2 separate regions of the Mus musculus genome follow, and region 2 is linked to region 1. A link is a contact called in public promoter capture Hi-C data. All regions are on one chromosome and are shown on one strand. The core of a region is the stretch at or near the end of the contact, and the rest is flanking DNA. Distances in the headings are between cores, read along the strand shown. Region 1 overlaps Umad1 (UMAP1-MVP12 associated (UMA) domain containing 1). Region 2 holds the start of A430035B10Rik (RIKEN cDNA A430035B10 gene).

Region 1 (2,700 bases), core at 79-2,578:
TGGGCCAAACATATACAAACTGTCACAACATTTTCCCAATTCTGGAGCTCTGAGAAACTAAATGATTTGTCTGAAGCTGCTTTAATAAAGACAATTTTGCATACATTAGAACTTATCTACCCACCATCAGTCTTTGACAATGACCAGAGATAGGGTCTTGACAATGTACTAATGTGACACAATTTAATGTAGCTGTCTTTGGCAGTTAGAACTACAACATTTGATGGGAAATAGTAAAACTTCATTCAAATTGTAGTGATGCCCTATTTCTTGATTATAGTCTCTGTTTCTTATTTCATATTACACATTGGTACATATTTTTTCGTATTTAACATGTATGTCTATTCCTGTTTTGTGTCTGACTATGTTCTGGGTATTTATATTCATGAACTTATGAATTATCTTTGGTAACATTATGATGTAGGTGTTATATTACTATTGTACAAATAGAATTGCTGAGGTGCCAGTGGATTTAAGCATGGGATTATATTGGATCCAGGGTTTGTGCTATTAATTGCTTATAGCTTTAAGATTGTATAGAACTTGACAAAAGCAATAACCATTCCAATGCTGCTGCTGGGCATACAAATAGGAGAGTCTCAATGGAGATAGTAACTAGTATCAATAAAACATTCGTAAAGCAATAACCTCCATGGTATCTTGAAATTCTTTATATTAGAACCATAAGTTGAGTTGTAAAGAGAAACTGAAAACCAGCTTCATTTGTGTTTGGAGTCAGTTGAGACTGCTCCTCTACAGAGCTGTTTGATGCTGTGCAGGCTCCCCTGTGCGTAGCCGAGCAGAGTGAGCATAGCACCACACCACTGAACCACTGGCTACCTTAGTCTAGTCCGCTAAATACTCAACTCTGATGAATATTTCTCCCTTAATTATATGTGCCACTGCTTCTCATTTATAACTGTTTTTCTTATAAATGAGAGTGATATTTATGGGTGTGTGGGGCAAATAAAACTTTTAGAGTTGTTATGTTAAAATAGGCTGACATTTCCAAGTTTTCCAAACATTGGAGAGACAAACACTGTCTATGCCAATCAAAACAGTAGATTGGTGAAACTGAAACTAAAGAAGCTTCTGGGGTTAGAAATTTCAGTTCATTACGACTTCAATTTCTCTCCTTCTCAATTTTGGCAAAACTGAGTTAAAGCAATTCCAGTTTTGGTGGGGAAAGTCAGAAAAGTAAATGAGCATGGTAGCAATGCTTTCAGTAGTTGTGCTGAAGCCTGGAGTGGCGTTTTCCTGGGGTGGGGAGACCAGTTGCTGTGGGTTTGAGCTCAGGAGCATCTTGGACTGCTTTCTCACTGCTGCCTGCTGTAATCAAGGCGGGATGACCAGAAGCTGGTTTACAGGGAGGACCTGTAGCGCTGTGCTCCTGTCTCTGCCCATGGTTTTGCAAAGCTTGAAACATGTTGAGATGTGTAAACCACAATTAGCTAAGACCATACATTTGTTCCTACCCTGACCCTTTGCTCACATTTCCCTGCGTGGGATTGCTTTGAAGGGATTATCAGCATTTGTCACTTTGGCCAAAGGGACACTGAGTTGCAGACACAACTGCAGCTGTAGTTTGATAGACTTTTTGATGATTACAGATTCCTGATTGCACACATGTGACTGTTAAGTCCTTTCTAGCCTTCATGTTTACTTATTAAAGAATTGGCAGACTTCAGATAATGGAACATAAAACCAAATCAATAAAGATGAATTATGATATTTTTCTGACATCAAAAGGTATACTGTACAAAAAGATTGGATCATGCCAAGGGCACTAATTCAGGGGGAACAAGAGTTGAATTTTGAATGGGCGTAATAAACAGCCTTTATGGATTGCTTAAAAACTCTAGCTAATGGCCACTATTCAAAGAAATAAAGACTCTGGAGAATCTGAATTGTCACTGAGGTACTAAATGTTCTATAAATTGAAGAATGGCATTCTGTCATACTTATTTAGAATGACTCTGGCATGGCAGTTCTTTAGCATTAAGCTTTGTGAAACCCACTGGGGTGTGTATACTTTTATAAACAGAAATACTTCCTAGGTACTATCCTGTTTTGTTTTGTTTTTCCACCAAAGCACTGGATTTAGTTTTATTTTTTTATTTTTTTATTAGATATTTATTTACATTTCAAATGATATCTCCTTTCCTGGTTTCCCCTCCCAAAACCTTCTATCCCATCCCCCCTCCCCCTGCTCACCAACCCACCCACTCCCAGTTCCCTGTCCTGGGATTACCCTACACTGGGCCATCGAGCCTTCACAGGACCAAGGGACTCTCCTCCCATTGATGTCCAACAAGGCCATCCTCTGCTATATATACACCTGGAGCCATGCATCTCTCTATGTGTACTTTTTGGTCAGAGGTTTAGTCCCTGGGAGCTCTGGGGTTACTGGTTGGTTCATATTATTGTTCCTACTATGGTGCTGCAAACCCCTTCAGCTCCTTGGGTTCTTTCTCTCGATCCTCCATTGGGGACTTTATGCTCAGTCTAATGGATGGCTGTGAGCATCCACTTCTGTATTTGTCAGGCACTGGCAGAGCCTCTTATGAGATAGCTATATCAGGCTCCTGTCAGCAAGCACTTATTGGCATCCATAATAGTGTCTGATGACTGTATATGGGATGGATCCCAATGTGCGGCAGTCTCTGCATGGTCCCTCCTTCAGTCTCTGCTCCATACTTT
Region 2 (2,700 bases), core at 112-2,611, 170 kb after region 1:
CTATAGATAATTAAAGTATAATTTGTTCTAGAAAGTAAGAAAAGGGAGCTGCTAGTCATGTCTAAAAGCTCGTTTGGACATCTGTGAGCTACCATAAAGTCTCTTAATCAGAACACGCATCTTCTGCTTGGAGGTACTAAGGGCACAGGGCTTCTTCAGACGCCTGCCTGGGTCCCTCTGGCCTCAGCTTCCACTTAGCTGAGTGATCTCAGACAAGACAATTAGTGTCTTTGTGCCCCAGATAAAGCAGGGAGGATAATAACAGCACATACCTTGTGGATTATGTGAAGAACGAATGAGTTAACACATAATAATGTCCTTAGAACAGTGGCTAGCACGTGGTGAATGTTTAGTAAACATTAGCTATTATTTTTATATGTGATAAAGCATAGAACTATGACTAATATAGTAGGATATAGTACTAGATGCTATTTTTTGTATTTTGATTAGGCATCATCAATATTTTTTCTAAACAACAATTTACTGTGCTTCTTATTTTTTCTTATTTTTTTAAAAATTTTCATTTAATTTCATTTAATTTCTGTCTGACCACACAGGGAAGCAGAGAAAGGTGGCTCCTCTGAGTGAAACTGATCATTTAGTGCCTGGAATCAGGAAGCTTGCCAGTGTGGGCAGACACCAGGCAGACGCCAATCTGACACGCCACTTCTTTATTTTGTAAAATCTTATGTTTTTGTTTATCTCATGTGAATTAATAGGAGGTATCTGATGTAGAGCTTTAACTATTCCTGATTAGGGTTTTATATACTTTCTTATGCCCATCTAAAATCTTCGTACTTCTCATTTTCCTTGCAGAAGAATAACCCCCAGTGCCATCACACAGAGGAAATGACCACAATGAATTGTTACATTATGCCTGGTCTTTCTCCCAAGAGACCATCAGCTCCGGGGTAGTAAACTAGGTGCTCTCCATTAATAAATCTGATGATGCGATGCTGTAAATTTTCTTGTTGACGTGTACAATTCAGAATGTGATGTTCTCCACCCTACCCTGTAACGACAAACAGGTTGTAATGGCAGGTGCATTTTGTTCAATGTAGCATCCATACACTAATCCTGAAGTTGTTTTGATTCACAAGGCGACTAGGACACTTAAAGACATTTCTAAGATTAAAAGGGTTAAGGATCCTTCACTCAGCTTTAACTAAAACATCTCACCGGATGCAGGTGTATTTGCAAAATTAGTTTGGCTTCAGCGTCCTCAGCCCCAGGTTGTAGAGAGCACTGGAGGGTGGAATCCTTGTAACTTGCTTATCGCAGCGCGCGCGTGTCTTTGGGCGTCGGAGTCCGCGCAGGGCACGTATGGACCCACTTTTCTAACCTGACCCTCACCTCAAAGCCTGTCAACTCTTAAGTCCCTCCCTCCGCGCGAGGCCCGCCTCTCTCATCCACTTCCATGCTCCGCCCCCAGAGCGGAAACGTGGTACTGTAATTGGCCGAGTCTCCTCTCACTCCGACAATACAACCATTCCTTGGCATCCCGGAGTAGGGTGGCGCTGCCAATCACAGCGCTCGCAGCCGCAGGAGCCGGGTCCGGAACGCCCAGAGGCGGGGCCGGAGGCGGGGCGCCGACACAGGATTAGTTGCCATTCCGAGTGAGAAGCGGGTCGAGGTGGCGGCGGCAGCGGCGGCGGCGTTTGCGGTGGCGCGGGTTACGCGCAGCGCGAGGCGCCTCGAGGCCCCTTTCTCTCCTCCGAGGCTAAAGTCCCGGCGCTGCCCGTGGTCGCCGAGTCGTGTCGCGCGGGCGACCCCCCGCGAGGGCTGAGCAGCCGCGGGAAGCGGGCGAGTGCCCTGTCAGCGCGATGCCCGGGGCGGCGGCGGCGGCGGCCATGGGCTCGACGCGGGCTCTGCCGTGAGCGCCCCGCAGAGCGCCGCGGGGCGGTTGAGCCGTTGGACGTTGGCCGTCGCGGCGTCCCCTCCCCCTCGGCGGCGGGGTGCGCGTCGGAAGGGGAGCCCCGCGGCTCCGCCCCTCCCCGCCCCTCCCCCGTACACATCGCACGCACCGCGGCGCCGGCTCCCACACGCTCGCTCGCGCGCCCGCCCGCCCGCCCGCCCGCGGAGCCACCATGTCCACTGCGTCCTCCAGTTCCTCTCAGACCCCTCACTCCGCGCCGCAGAGGATGCGGCGCAGCACCGCGGGCTCCCCGCCCGCCGCTGCCGGGAGCGGGACGGGGCCGGCCGGGAGCTGCGCACCGGCTGCGGGAGCCGGTCGGCTGCTGCAGCCCATCCGCGCCACGGTGCCCTACCAGCTCCTGCGGGGCAGCCAGCACAGCCCCACGCGCCCGGCCGCCGCCGCCGCCACCGCCGCCGCCGCGCTCGGCAGTCTCTCCGGGCCCGGAGGGGCCCGCGGCCCCAGCCCGTCCAGCCCGACTCCACCGCCGGCCGCTGCCCCAGCCGAGCAGGCGCCTCGCGCCAAGGGCCGCCCGAGACGGTCCCCCGAGAGCCGGCGGAGGAGCAGCTCACCTGAGAGACGGAGTCCCGGCTCGCCCGTGTGCAGAGGTAGCGAGCCCAACCCTCCCGTCCTCCCGGGCTGCGTCTCCCCGACGGTGCCCTGCGTGGAAAACTTCAGCCTCTCCGGGCTTCTGTTTGCTAGTGCATTACCGAAGGTGTGAAAGTGGCTTTGGGAATCTCACCCCCCACCCTGAGGTCGCTGCAGGGCTTGGAGGAGCGACCTGGAAA

The links. Promoter capture Hi-C pulls out the DNA fragments that hold promoters and counts their contacts.
Region 2: a promoter capture Hi-C map of liver shows a contact between it and region 1, with 2.1 times the contacts expected there. The contact joins the promoter of A430035B10Rik here to the enhancer-like site in region 1. A contact is called at or near these places in 12 of 39 promoter capture datasets (the 3T3-L1 cell line, 3T3-L1-derived adipocytes, the C10 cell line and 6 more), 17 of 484 Hi-C or Micro-C datasets (B cells, the C10 cell line, the CH12 cell line and 12 more), 4 of 115 datasets of contacts at active chromatin or transcription factors (the 230-238 cell line, the SCID.adh cell line, bone marrow-derived macrophages and 1 more) and 4 of 9 other capture datasets (adipose tissue, liver, macrophages and 1 more).

Annotation. Positions count from the first base shown.
Region 1 is chr6:8,335,878-8,338,577 of GRCm38.p6, forward strand. All of the region lies in intron 2 of Umad1 (UMAP1-MVP12 associated (UMA) domain containing 1), which reads left to right. The region is part of intron 2 of Gm46952 (a long non-coding RNA gene); the gene reads right to left. Among named protein-coding and RNA genes, the nearest start is that of Gm46952, 8.3 kb to the right of the region's middle. Within about 2 kb of position 1,329, at least 39 of the 459 cell types and tissues checked have an H3K27ac peak or open chromatin away from gene starts, as enhancers often do. A contact at or near this core is called in 3T3-L1-derived adipocytes, the SCID.adh cell line, adipose tissue and 3 more, where this site is marked.
Region 2 is chr6:8,507,800-8,510,499 of GRCm38.p6, forward strand. It overlaps A430035B10Rik (RIKEN cDNA A430035B10 gene), which reads right to left and starts at 1,362. Exons shown (of 2, transcript NR_040452.1): 1 at 1,180-1,362; 2 at 1-1,012. It overlaps Glcci1 (glucocorticoid induced transcript 1), which reads left to right and starts at 1,801. Exons shown (of 8, transcript NM_133236.3): 1 at 1,801-2,520. The coding sequence starts at 2,088.